Linked DNA regions of Macaca mulatta: region 2 is linked to region 1. The links are chromatin contacts, called in public Micro-C maps. All regions are on one chromosome and are shown on one strand. The core of a region is the stretch at or near the end of the contact, and the rest is flanking DNA. Distances in the headings are between cores, read along the strand shown. Region 1 overlaps TNIK (TRAF2 and NCK interacting kinase). Region 2 has its middle 95 kb from the start of TNIK.

What was found. Hi-C and Micro-C count contacts between places; a contact is called where the count stands out from the background.
Region 2: a contact with region 1 is called in a Micro-C map of CD4 T cells, with 12 times the contacts expected there. The contact joins two enhancer-like sites. A contact is called at or near these places in 5 of 14 Hi-C or Micro-C datasets (CD4 T cells, cortical neurons, fetal cortex germinal zone and 2 more).

The regions. Positions count from the first base shown.
Region 1 is chr2:82,873,353-82,878,807 of T2T-MMU8v2.0, forward strand. TNIK (TRAF2 and NCK interacting kinase) reads right to left here. Exons shown (of 31, transcript NM_001261217.1): 7 at 3,763-3,893. Among named protein-coding and RNA genes, the nearest start is that of MIR569, 92 kb to the left of the region's middle. Within about 2 kb of position 2,944, at least 5 of the 40 cell types and tissues checked have an H3K27ac peak or open chromatin away from gene starts, as enhancers often do. A contact at or near this core is called in CD4 T cells, where this site is marked.
Region 2 is chr2:83,238,895-83,244,349 of T2T-MMU8v2.0, forward strand. No RefSeq gene overlaps it. Among named protein-coding and RNA genes, the nearest start is that of TNIK, 95 kb to the left of the region's middle. Within about 2 kb of position 2,832, at least 8 of the 40 cell types and tissues checked have an H3K27ac peak or open chromatin away from gene starts, as enhancers often do. A contact at or near this core is called in CD4 T cells, where this site is marked.

The sequences.
Region 1 (5,455 bases), core at 1,694-4,193:
TCAGCCACAGAAATTTCTTAGTGGGTGGTTCTGTTAAAGTAATAAATACACAGGACTATAAAATGCTTGGCAGATCCCATCCAACCAAAATGAAATTCAAACTAGGTTTAAAAAAAATAACAATTTAAACAGCCCAGGCATTTTGAACAGCTTTATTAATTTCAAATCTTTTGAATGCTTATTGTTAAATGGGAAAGCTTTCATTATTGCCCCACATACTTATCAGGGAAATAAAACCTTTCCTTTCACTTGAAGTGTTTTGACAGAATTTCTGAAAACAAGAAAGGAAGGGCCTCCAGGGGAAAGCCGGCACACCAGGCAAATGAGATTCTGGCACTACTGCTTAGGAGAGGGTCTATTTTCAGTGAGTTACTTACTGTGCCCAGTAGATATCACACAAAACCAGACTCTGCAATAAGAAGCAAGAGCTCTTCAGGCTACTTTTCTACAGAAGACTTTATAACGTTGAGTTGCTTTAGGTTTTATAAAAAGTTATAGTGGTATTTAAAGACATCTTAGACACATCAAATAATAATTGATAAACAATAAATCCAATAACAAATCCAACTCTTTTTCTTTTTCTTCTTGTCTTTATTTTACAGGAAGGACTTTTGTGGTAAGAAATCTAATAAAGTCTGGTGGCCAAGTCATCCTTTATTCTAAATATACACTCTCAGCTGAAAGTGGCTGTGGCACATGAGGGCCCAAAGTGTTGACATCAAGCTTCTGGAGCTGGGATACACCACTGGGCCAAGTGGACCACCAAACACACAGTGAAATCCTCGGGCTTTGACAGGGTCTCAAATGAACCTTCTATCAGAAACAGCATGTACAGATACAGCTTGACTAACTCCTTATACACAATGGATAGTCTATAAACATGCACTGAATGAATGAATAAATGATTTTGAAAATCAGCATATTGTCAAGTTGTCCCCTGGTTACAGGTCACATTCCTAAGGATACTGAACAGAAAAGGGGATAATATATGGTGCCAAGAAAGAAGTAGTAAGGTTATTTAAAGATCAGCATCTTTTCCGGCCCACAGTAAACCTGTGTAAGTGGATGAAATAAATCTGCAAAAATCCCCAAACCTTCTACTATACCCCAACAGGGTATGGCTTGGTTTTGTTATTTATTATTTACTATTTGATTTGTCTAAGATGTCTTTGAAGACCACTATGAATTTTTTTTTTTTTTTTTTTGTTGAGACAGTCTCGCTTTGTCGCCCAGACTGGAGTGCAGTGGCCGGATCTCAGCTCACTGCAAGCTCCACCTCCCGGGTTCACGCCATTCTCCTGCCTCAGCCTCCCGAGTAGCTGGGACTACAGGCGCCCGCCACCTCGCCCGGCTAGGTTTTTGTATTTTTTAGTAGAGACGGGGTTTCACCGTGTTAGCCAGGATGGTCTCGATCTCCTGACCTTGTGATCTGCCCGTCTCGGCCTCCCAAAGTGCTGGGGATTACAGGCTTGAGCCACCGCGCCCGGCCTGAATTTTTTTTAAAACCGAAAATAATTCAGTATTATAAAGTCCTCCGTGGAAAAGTCTTCCTTATTCATTCTTTTGTCATCCTCCTCTTTTTACCCATGGCAAATAACCAGTGAAGCTCATATCCCTGCCATGACTTTTTCCTCCTCTTGCACAACCTACATTCCTGACAATCCTGTTAAACTAATTTGCACTAAGGTCTAAATGACTGACATAGTTGAACCTATTCTATCAGGATTCTTTATTAAAAAAGAAAAAACACAACAGACATTCATCTTCAATCTTTTTAATGTCTCAGGATACTTTTATAGCCAGGTGAACCTTCCAGTACCTCTGAAATCACTGTGCAGCATGACGACCTCTGTGGCTACTCATGCACTAGGCTTTGCCCATACCTAGACTTATGCACTGGTCTCATACCATTTACAGTGATTTTAAACTATACTCCTCAGCCATAATCTGAGGAAAGAGGACCAAAATATCAGTTTAATTCCAAGCTTTGCTTGGCCAGAAGGAAAGCCTCTTCTAGATACCCTACTGAAAACAAGTCAGTGGTAGGCACCCACTTTATTTACATAACAAAAGTCCCATATATAGTGTAGTCAGTCACAATACTTAAAAGATTAAGCTGAGGGTGAAAGCTGCAAACACTGATTCCCCATGCTATGTTACATAGTAATCTAGAATATCTGTGGCCCAGATATAGACTAGTTAGCACTTGTTAGGTATAACTATGGTTTGAAGAATTGCTTGTAGCTAATCATGACACACATATCTGGCCTGGGATGTATATTTTGTAGTGGTTTCTCTGAAGAGATTTGCAAATGGAATTATTTAAATATGCTTATCATTAGCAGTTTAAAAAATGACACTTATTTTGGCAGGAGATTAATTTTTAACTTGGCAGCTGTTTTCAGACAGATTGTTGTCAGGTTATTACAGTGACTAACTTTGAAGGAAGGAGGAAATTTATGGGAGATTATTACGTTTTCAGACCTTCAAGCTTACAATTCCCAAAAGAGGCAAATTTTCTGTCAACACTGAGATACGGGGCCTCAAAAATGCTGCAATGTTTGCAATGCATCTTTAAGACTTGATTTCAGTAATAACCCCACATGTCGAGAACTAAAAATATTCCTTAAAAGTGAAATTCTCCAAATATACTGTTCAATTGGTAAATTGGAGATTTATATGGAAGTACATTACAGAGGAGCAAGGTAATATATTGGAAAGGGCTCTGAACAGAAAGCTTGGAGACCTGCGTTCAGGTGCTAACTCTGAGATGATCACTAACCCGGTGGGCACCTGCAGATCTCGGCCTCAGTTTCCTCATCTGTTAGATGAGAGTATTTACAGAGGATCATTAAAGTGTTTTGGTGAAAAGTCCATGCACCTCTGAAACCAGCGCAGGTAGATCAAGTTTTGCCCAAGTTGTCCTGTAATGCACACAAAGACCACAGGGTGTCTCTCTACCTAATGCACAGCCTGGAAACCCACACACAGTTACCAGATCCCATTGCCCCTAATTTTATTGTCTTGACTTTCAGTCACCATTCGTTAGAAAGCCATGTCACCTAAAAGCCCAGACAATAAAACTGAGGGGCAATAACCCAAATTTATGTTTGGTTATTGGCTAGCAGAATAGAAAAGAGAAGGGCTTCTTGGAGAAATCTACTTGAACACAGCTTTGAATTTATTAGCAAATTTCTAGTTTATAATATAAAGTAACAAGTCACAAATCAAATTTCTATGAAACATCAGGATACACGACAGAAAGACCATAAAGTAGTCACCAATATTCCATCTGATTCCCTCTCATGAAAAAGAAACCCCAGATAATTATACTTCGAGCATCGTAGACGTGAGTAAGTCAGATTATTCTCAATCAGAAAAAGATGGCCCAAGATAACAAATTCACATCTTAGTTTAACGTAAAAAGCTCTCAGAATATACACTCTTCCAAAAATCTCAACCATAACCAACATGGAAATCTAATGTATTTTCCAATAAGAAGAAGCAAGAGTAAATTCAAAAAAATATAAAAAATGATTTAAACATTTTTTTTTAAAACAAACAGGCAATCAAATAAGATAGGTGAATTCATTAAAAAGATCCCCACTTGAATGTCTTGTAAGTCTTAAACTCAAATAATGTTCTTCAGTTCTCCCTTTGGGTCACATGAATCATAAATATAAAGGCACATAAGAATCTCCCGCTGCAAGACTCAGGATAATATGGTAGGCATAGGTTTGAAACACAACAAAGAAGTCATACCTTGAAATCGTATGTGGCATCTGGGTTTTCGTCACAGGCAATAACTTCTGGTGCCATCCAGTAGGGAGTTCCAATGAAAGTATTCCTCCTGCCCACAGTTCGATCAAGCTGGGCACTGACTCCAAAGTCCACTATTTAAGAGGAGAAAAGTAAATAAAGTCTATGATCTTAGGTTTTATAGAGCAATAAAATGAATGTGAATTATTTTATTGTGGTAAAATGTACATAACATAAAGTATATAATTTTGACCATTTTAACGGGTACATTTCTGGGGCACTAAGTACATCCACATTGTTGTGCAAACTTCACCACTATCCATCTCCAGAATTTCTCATCTTCCCCAGCTGAAACTTTGTACCTATTAAACAATAGCTCCCAATTTCCCTTGCCCCAACCCCTGGCAATCATTCTACTTTCCCTCTCTATAAATTTGACTATTCTCACTACCTTGTATAAGTGGAATCATACAATATTTGTCTTTTTGTGACTGGCTTATTTCATTTAGTATAATGCTGTCAAGGTTCATCCACATTGTAGCATGTGTTAGAATTTCCTTCCTTCTCAAGGTTAAATAATATTCCATTGTATTTTTGGACCACATTTGGTTTATCTGTTCACCTGTTGATGGGCACCTGGGTTGCTTCTATCTTTTCTATACTATGAATATGTTTTTAAACTGCATGTGTAACTGGATGAGGTGTACCAATGAGGAAGGCACAAAGAGTTACATTTGGTTACACCAAGGCTTCACAAGGACCAAAAATAGGTGTTAAAAAAAAAAGTAAGCTTGGTTGTCATAAAGGGTAGTATTTTGGGGATACGAAGCAAGTGATTAAAAGCAAAAGTCTGGAGTCAGACTGCCTAAGTTTGTATCTCATTTCTGCCACCTACTAGTGGTATGACCTAGGGCTAGTAGATCAATCTCTCTGAGCTTCGGTTTCCTAATCTGTAAAATGAGGATGATGACATCTACACAGAGTTGCTCTGATGTTTATGAGAGATAATCTATAGAAAATTGTCATACAGGGCCTGGCATATAATAAACACTCAACAAGTAACTGTTAATTAGTGATGCAAGAAAGCTCTCAGGGTAGCTTATCTAGTTGATACATATATAACTGCTTAGCCTATATAATGCATACTTTTGTTTTTAAAAGAGAATATTCATGAGATGAGAAAGTTTGGCCCCAAATGTTAACTAAGAAAAAAAATGAGTATCATATATTTCAACAAAAAGGAAGAGCAAATGTTTGAGATATAAACATAGAAGATGTTTAAATCTCTTTGAAAACATACAATCATATGGACAGTGATCCTTTTCTAGATGACGAGTCACATATCCTACTGGATATTTTTCAATTCATGCTCTTACTCATATACACCAAACAGTCAAATGCATGTGGTAATTCTCTACTTTATTTGGACAGTCCCAGATTTGTTGCGGAAAGAGCTCTAATAGATACGCCAAAGAAAAGGATTCTCCCACTGATGCAAGTGGAGGTAATCAGTATGCACCTAAAGGAAAATATTGAGCATTCATTTTGTACAGGAGCCCAAGGTAGTAACAAAATCAATGTAAATATAACTTAAACCTACAGGAAGATAGCAGGAATTGATTATTCTGAATATGCCTAACTGGGTATATTTTCATGGAAAAAAAATTGGGTCCTAGTGCTCTGTTATAGCAGCAAC
Region 2 (5,455 bases), core at 1,582-4,081, 370 kb after region 1:
ACCATTTCCTGAAATTGGGGAAATGGGGAAGAAGAGTTTTAAGAGTGAACTCAAGAGTTTCATTTTGGACATGCCAAATTTGAGATGTATTAGATATCCCATGGCAGATATTGCGTATGATTAGATGTCATATATAAGACTGGGGTTTAGGAGAAAGGTCAGTGCTGAAGATACATACCTGTCAATGGTTTCAAAACCATGAGACTAGATGAGATCACCTTGAGTTAAGAAGGAAACCCATGATTTACAGATAAAGTACAGAAAAAGGAATCAGAAAGGAGACAGAAGGAGGGGCCACTGAAGTTGGAAAAGTATTTGGAGTGATCACAAAATGCCAAGTGTTCTGGAAGTGTTTCAGAAAGAAAATAATGGATTAATTGTGTCCAGTGTAGCCTGAGAGGTTGAGGCCAGAAAAGGGGCATTGGGTTTTGGCAACATAGAGGTTGGAGTTTGTGTTAGTCAAGGTTCTTAGTGTAAGTAAGAGTAAATGACTCTAGCTGATTTGGGTAGAAAATAAATTTACTTTAAAAGTCTTGGCTGTTTACAGAATTGTGAGAAGAGCTGTTACACCTGGCTAGCAGGCCACCCAGACAGGAACAACACCCCTAATCTCATGGCATAATGGGTGTGGTGAGGATCCCACTGGTGCCATTCAGTGGAGTATCTGCTACCAATTAAGAGTAGTGGTTCTCAACCTTGGCTGGCCATTGGAGTTAGCAGGATTATAAAAATACTAATGTTCTGTCTCCATCTCTAGAGATTAAACCATCTTTATAATACATCCCCTTTAAGGTTGGTTTAGACCTCCTTAAAAGGGAGTTTGGATTTAAAATGGGTTGACTTTGGTATAAATAAGTAGTATGGCCTGAGATGCCCCAATTCTGAGGAATGTCTTCCACCGTAAAAAGTTGAGGTCCCTTCGTGCTGCAGGGACCACGCTGATTCCTCTCATATCTACCTATGCTCCCTAATTCACCCAGCTGCCAGCCTAACTCAGTCATTCAGAGTTTCACCAAACCAGAAGTCTCTTTCCTTAGGGCAGGTGGGGCTGACTTTCCATTGCTCTGATGGTAAAGGAGGTTTGGGGTAATACTCTATCTCCATGACTGGGTTATAGATCTAGAATTGTTCCATGTAAAGAATGAGGATTGGCCGGTCGCAGTGGCTCAAGCCTGTAATCCCAGCACTTTGGGAGGCCGAGGCAGGCAGATCACTTGAGGTCAGCAGTTCAAGGTCAGCCTGGCCAACATGGTGAAACCCCGTCTCCACTAAAAATACAAAAATTAGCGAGGCACAGTGGCGCAAGCCTGTAGTCCCAGCTACTCGGGAGGCTGAGGCAGGAGAATCACTTGAACCTAGGAGGTGGAGGTTGCAGTGAGCAGAGATCACACCATTGCCCTCTGCGGTCTAGCCTGGGTGACGGAGTGAGACTCCATGTAAAAAAAAAAAAAAAAAAAAAAGAATGAGGATCTATGAAAATAGTCCTTTGTCATCTTTTTCAGCCCCAATAGAGGAAGGTTTCCAGTGAGTTGGGCCATGAAGATGGAGCAGAGAGTATTGCGCTATCTACCTGACATAACTGGCCTTTCTAGGAGATGTTGTTTGCTCCTAAAGAGATAGAGAAGGGGAATGATCCTTTTCTGCCCACTCCCTGACAAAAAGCATACATAACACAATCCCTATGGGAAAGAAGGGCCAAGGGAAGGCGGGGCACCCAGTCAGCTCCTCAGATGGTCTTCCCATTCCTCAGAGTGAGGGCCACTACTACTCCTACCCCATAGTTTGAGTTGCCAAATTTGACTAAGGCAGAAAGCCCATGTGCCTGACTCCTGAGGATGACCTGCTACCCATCTGGCTCCTTTGGGGTCAACTCTGGCTGAAATGGGATGAAATCTGGGCCTCGCCTGCCTCAGGGATGGGGCCTGTGCTAAGTCCCAGGAGTCCGTGCTCACCTGCCCTGTATTGCTAAGCACAGAGCATCATGCAGTATACCTGAACCCCTAGGTGTACTAATCCATCTTCTTTCTGGATATACGAATCCAAACTTATTTGTTGGGATATTGATTTATTTAGAAAATTAAAAATATATTTTGCTCATCTTTTCTTATTACCAAGACAAAATCTGTCCATTGTAGAAAATTTGGAAAATAAAGATACGTACCTAGAAGAAAAAAGAAGAATAAATAAATAAAGAGAACACAAAAAAACACACTGACTCACCAGAGATAAGGACTGTTAATACTTCATGTTGGTCTTTTTGGTCCCTTTTTACAAATATTTATGTGCAAGTATATGCAGTATATTATAATGTTAATTATTTCATAACCTGTATCTTAATACATAGTGATCATCTTTCCATATTATTAAATATTTATTCCTCCCAAACAGCACTTTTTGGCACTGCCAGTTGGCTGCCTCACAGTGACACCAACCTCAACATGAACTGCCCATTTATAACCTAATCTTGAGATGTAGGGAAGATTATGGAACGTTTTGCTAAGGAAGGGTGTTCAGAAACTTCAAGACATTCAGAGAAAAGACTTTCACAATAGACACAATATGAAATATGGACCTAGGAAATCCATGTGCTTTTTATGAGAACCTTCATGCAGCAGGAAAGAAAGCAAGAATGACAGAGGATCACCCAGAGACTTATCACTTAGAGCCAGCACACATCATAGACAAGTCCCAGGGCTGAGGCGACAGCAGAAAGGGCTGCACACTGCCAGGAAATCGTCCTGCTTAGTGAGGCAGAAGCAGACGAAGCCACTTCAGGTCAAGCTGTAGCCAGCACAACTCTGTGGTCAGGGTGCCATTTTCCTATTTCTTCCTCTGCCCGAATGAGGGTCAGGTAGAAAGGGCTGACTGCCCTCTTGAAAAGTGAGTGCTCAGAAAGATTACAAAGTCTTTCATAAGAAGTGACAACTGTGAAGTGAGAGAGAAGATGCAAGGTAAGCCCCACACAGAGCTAGAAGTTCATAGCCTGTGACTGGGGAGATTGTATCTTTAACTTTTGGATTTCTAAGGACATTTAAAACCTTCCAGAATCATGACTGCTCTGGAGGCACTTCTGTGTCTCCATAGCAACAGGCTTCCTGCTGCAAGGTAAACCTGGCTTTGCTGCTCTGGTTTCTGTTTGGTGCTGAACACACATGCTTGATAATTGAAGGCCTGAAGAATGCTCCTCTGTCATCCTTTTTAGCCCATATGGAGGAAGCTCTTCAATGAATGGGGCTATCAAGATGGAGCAGAAGTATTTCACTACCTATATAGGTGATTTTCTCTGAGCAGACAGTCTCTTTCCCAACTTTGGAATCAAGCCAGGCCAATGACTGTAACTGGGGACTTCCAAAGTTCCAGAAAGCGTTTCCTTGAGAGTTGTTTCTGCCTTATTCTTTGCAAGAGAAACTGCTAGGGTTTGCTAGGGACATTATGCTGTCCAAGGTGAAGGTTAGCAACAAAATATGTAATTTTCTTCTTCTTTTTAGTTGCCGAAGCCACAGATACTGTGGGAGCAACTGTTTGCTTCTACTGACACTGTTATCCCTGATAACTGTATTGTAATCTGTGCTTTCTAACTGACCTGGTTTTGAAAGGAGATAAAATGGGCAACACCTTGTTGGGAAAAATAACCATAATATCATTAATTTTGATAAGAACTTGTAGAAAAACAAAGGATGGAAAATCAGTTTTTTAACATGAATCCAACATAACTGAGTCCATACTGTGGATTCAGTTTCTTTTTAGGTTATCCAATTCATTTATTCATTCATTCACAACTAAGAATTAAGCTTTGCCACTGTGCATGATACTGTAGGAGATGCAGAGATGAAAAAAGACACAGCTCTACTCTTTACCACCTGGTAGCAAGGGAGACAAACCAAGTTTACAAGCAAACATATTATATAATTTAATAAGAGCCCTAAGAGAAGTAAAGATAAATTCTACGTGAGTTTAAGAAAGGAGCCAGGCACAGTGGCTCTGGCTGGGTGCAGTGGGTCATGCCTGTAATCCCAGCAATTTGGGGGGCCAAGAGGGGTGGACCACTTGAGGTCAGGGGTTAGAGCCCAGCCTGACCAACATGGTGAAACCCTATCTCTACTAAAGAAATACAAAATTAGCCAGGCATGGTGGCATACATTTGTAATCCCAGCTATTTGGGAGGCTGAGACAGGGGAATTGCTTGAACCCAGGAAGCGGAGGTTGCAGTGGGATGAGATCACACCATTGCACTCCAGCCTGGAAAACAAGAGTGAAACTCTGTCAAAAAAAAAAAAAAGGGGGAGAAGAAGAAGGGGAGGGATTTTGTAGTTTGAAGGTTCAAGGAAGACTCATGAAGGAGTCTTTGAACTGGACCCTAAACGATGTGGTGGGATGAGTGACAGGCAATTCCAGGCCCAGAGTGAGAAAGTTCAAATCTGTGGCAAACAGTAAGTAGTTTTGTAGACTTAGGTATAGGGTGCAAGCAGAGAAAAGTAAGTACAAAATAAGATTAAAAAGGAAAGTTGAATGTATATTTTGGAGGATCTTGAATATCAAGCTAAGCAGTTGGAATTTTTTTCCAACAGTTGCATGGCACCATCAGAGCACAGAGCTGATGTGGTATCAGAGGGTGACATGGACTGGAGGAAAATGAGGGATGAGAGGTGGGGAGGCTACTGGTGCAGTGCAGGTAGGAGTTAACAGGGCCTGAAGTAGGACAATGACAGCCCAACTAGGAGGCAGAGGCAGAATTCTCAAAGCTTAGCAACAAACTGGATGGGGGGTCATGGAGCCAAGGATTTATGCCAATGACATTCTCTAGGTCAGTGGTTCTCAAGCATTAGCACATCAGAATCACTTGGAGGGCTTGATAAAACGCAGATTATAGGCTCCACTCTCAGAATCTCTGATTCAGGTCTGGGGTGGAAGGAAGAAATCCAATTCCAGCATGTTTCCAGGAGATGACAAGGTTGCCGGTCTGGGGACCACACTTTCAGTACTGCTGCTCCAGGTGCTCTGTGGCTCACCCTCGTGACCGAACAGAAGCAACTGCAAAGGGACAAGGAAGGCAGAAGAGGCAATAACTAGAACCAACACGTGTGGATTGGAGGAGACTTTTCTTGTCCTTTAAATCTATAGCATACACATGCCTGGGGCAAAAGGGCTCAGGTAAAAATGCTTACTGCATGCAAAGACATTTGTATTAACAGATCCATCACAGCAGAGAAGGTCTCTAATTTAGGCTTACCACCCCCCCCCTTTTTTTTTTTGAGATGGAGTCTCACTCTGTTGCCCAAACTGGAGTGCAGTGGCTCAATCTTGGTTTGCTGCAACCTCCATCTCCTGGGTTCAAGCAATTCTGCTTCAGCCTCCCGAGTAGCTGGGACTACAGGCACATGCCACCATGCCCAGCTAATTTTTGTTTTTTTACTACAGATGGCATTTTACCATATTGGGCAGGCTGGTCTCGAAC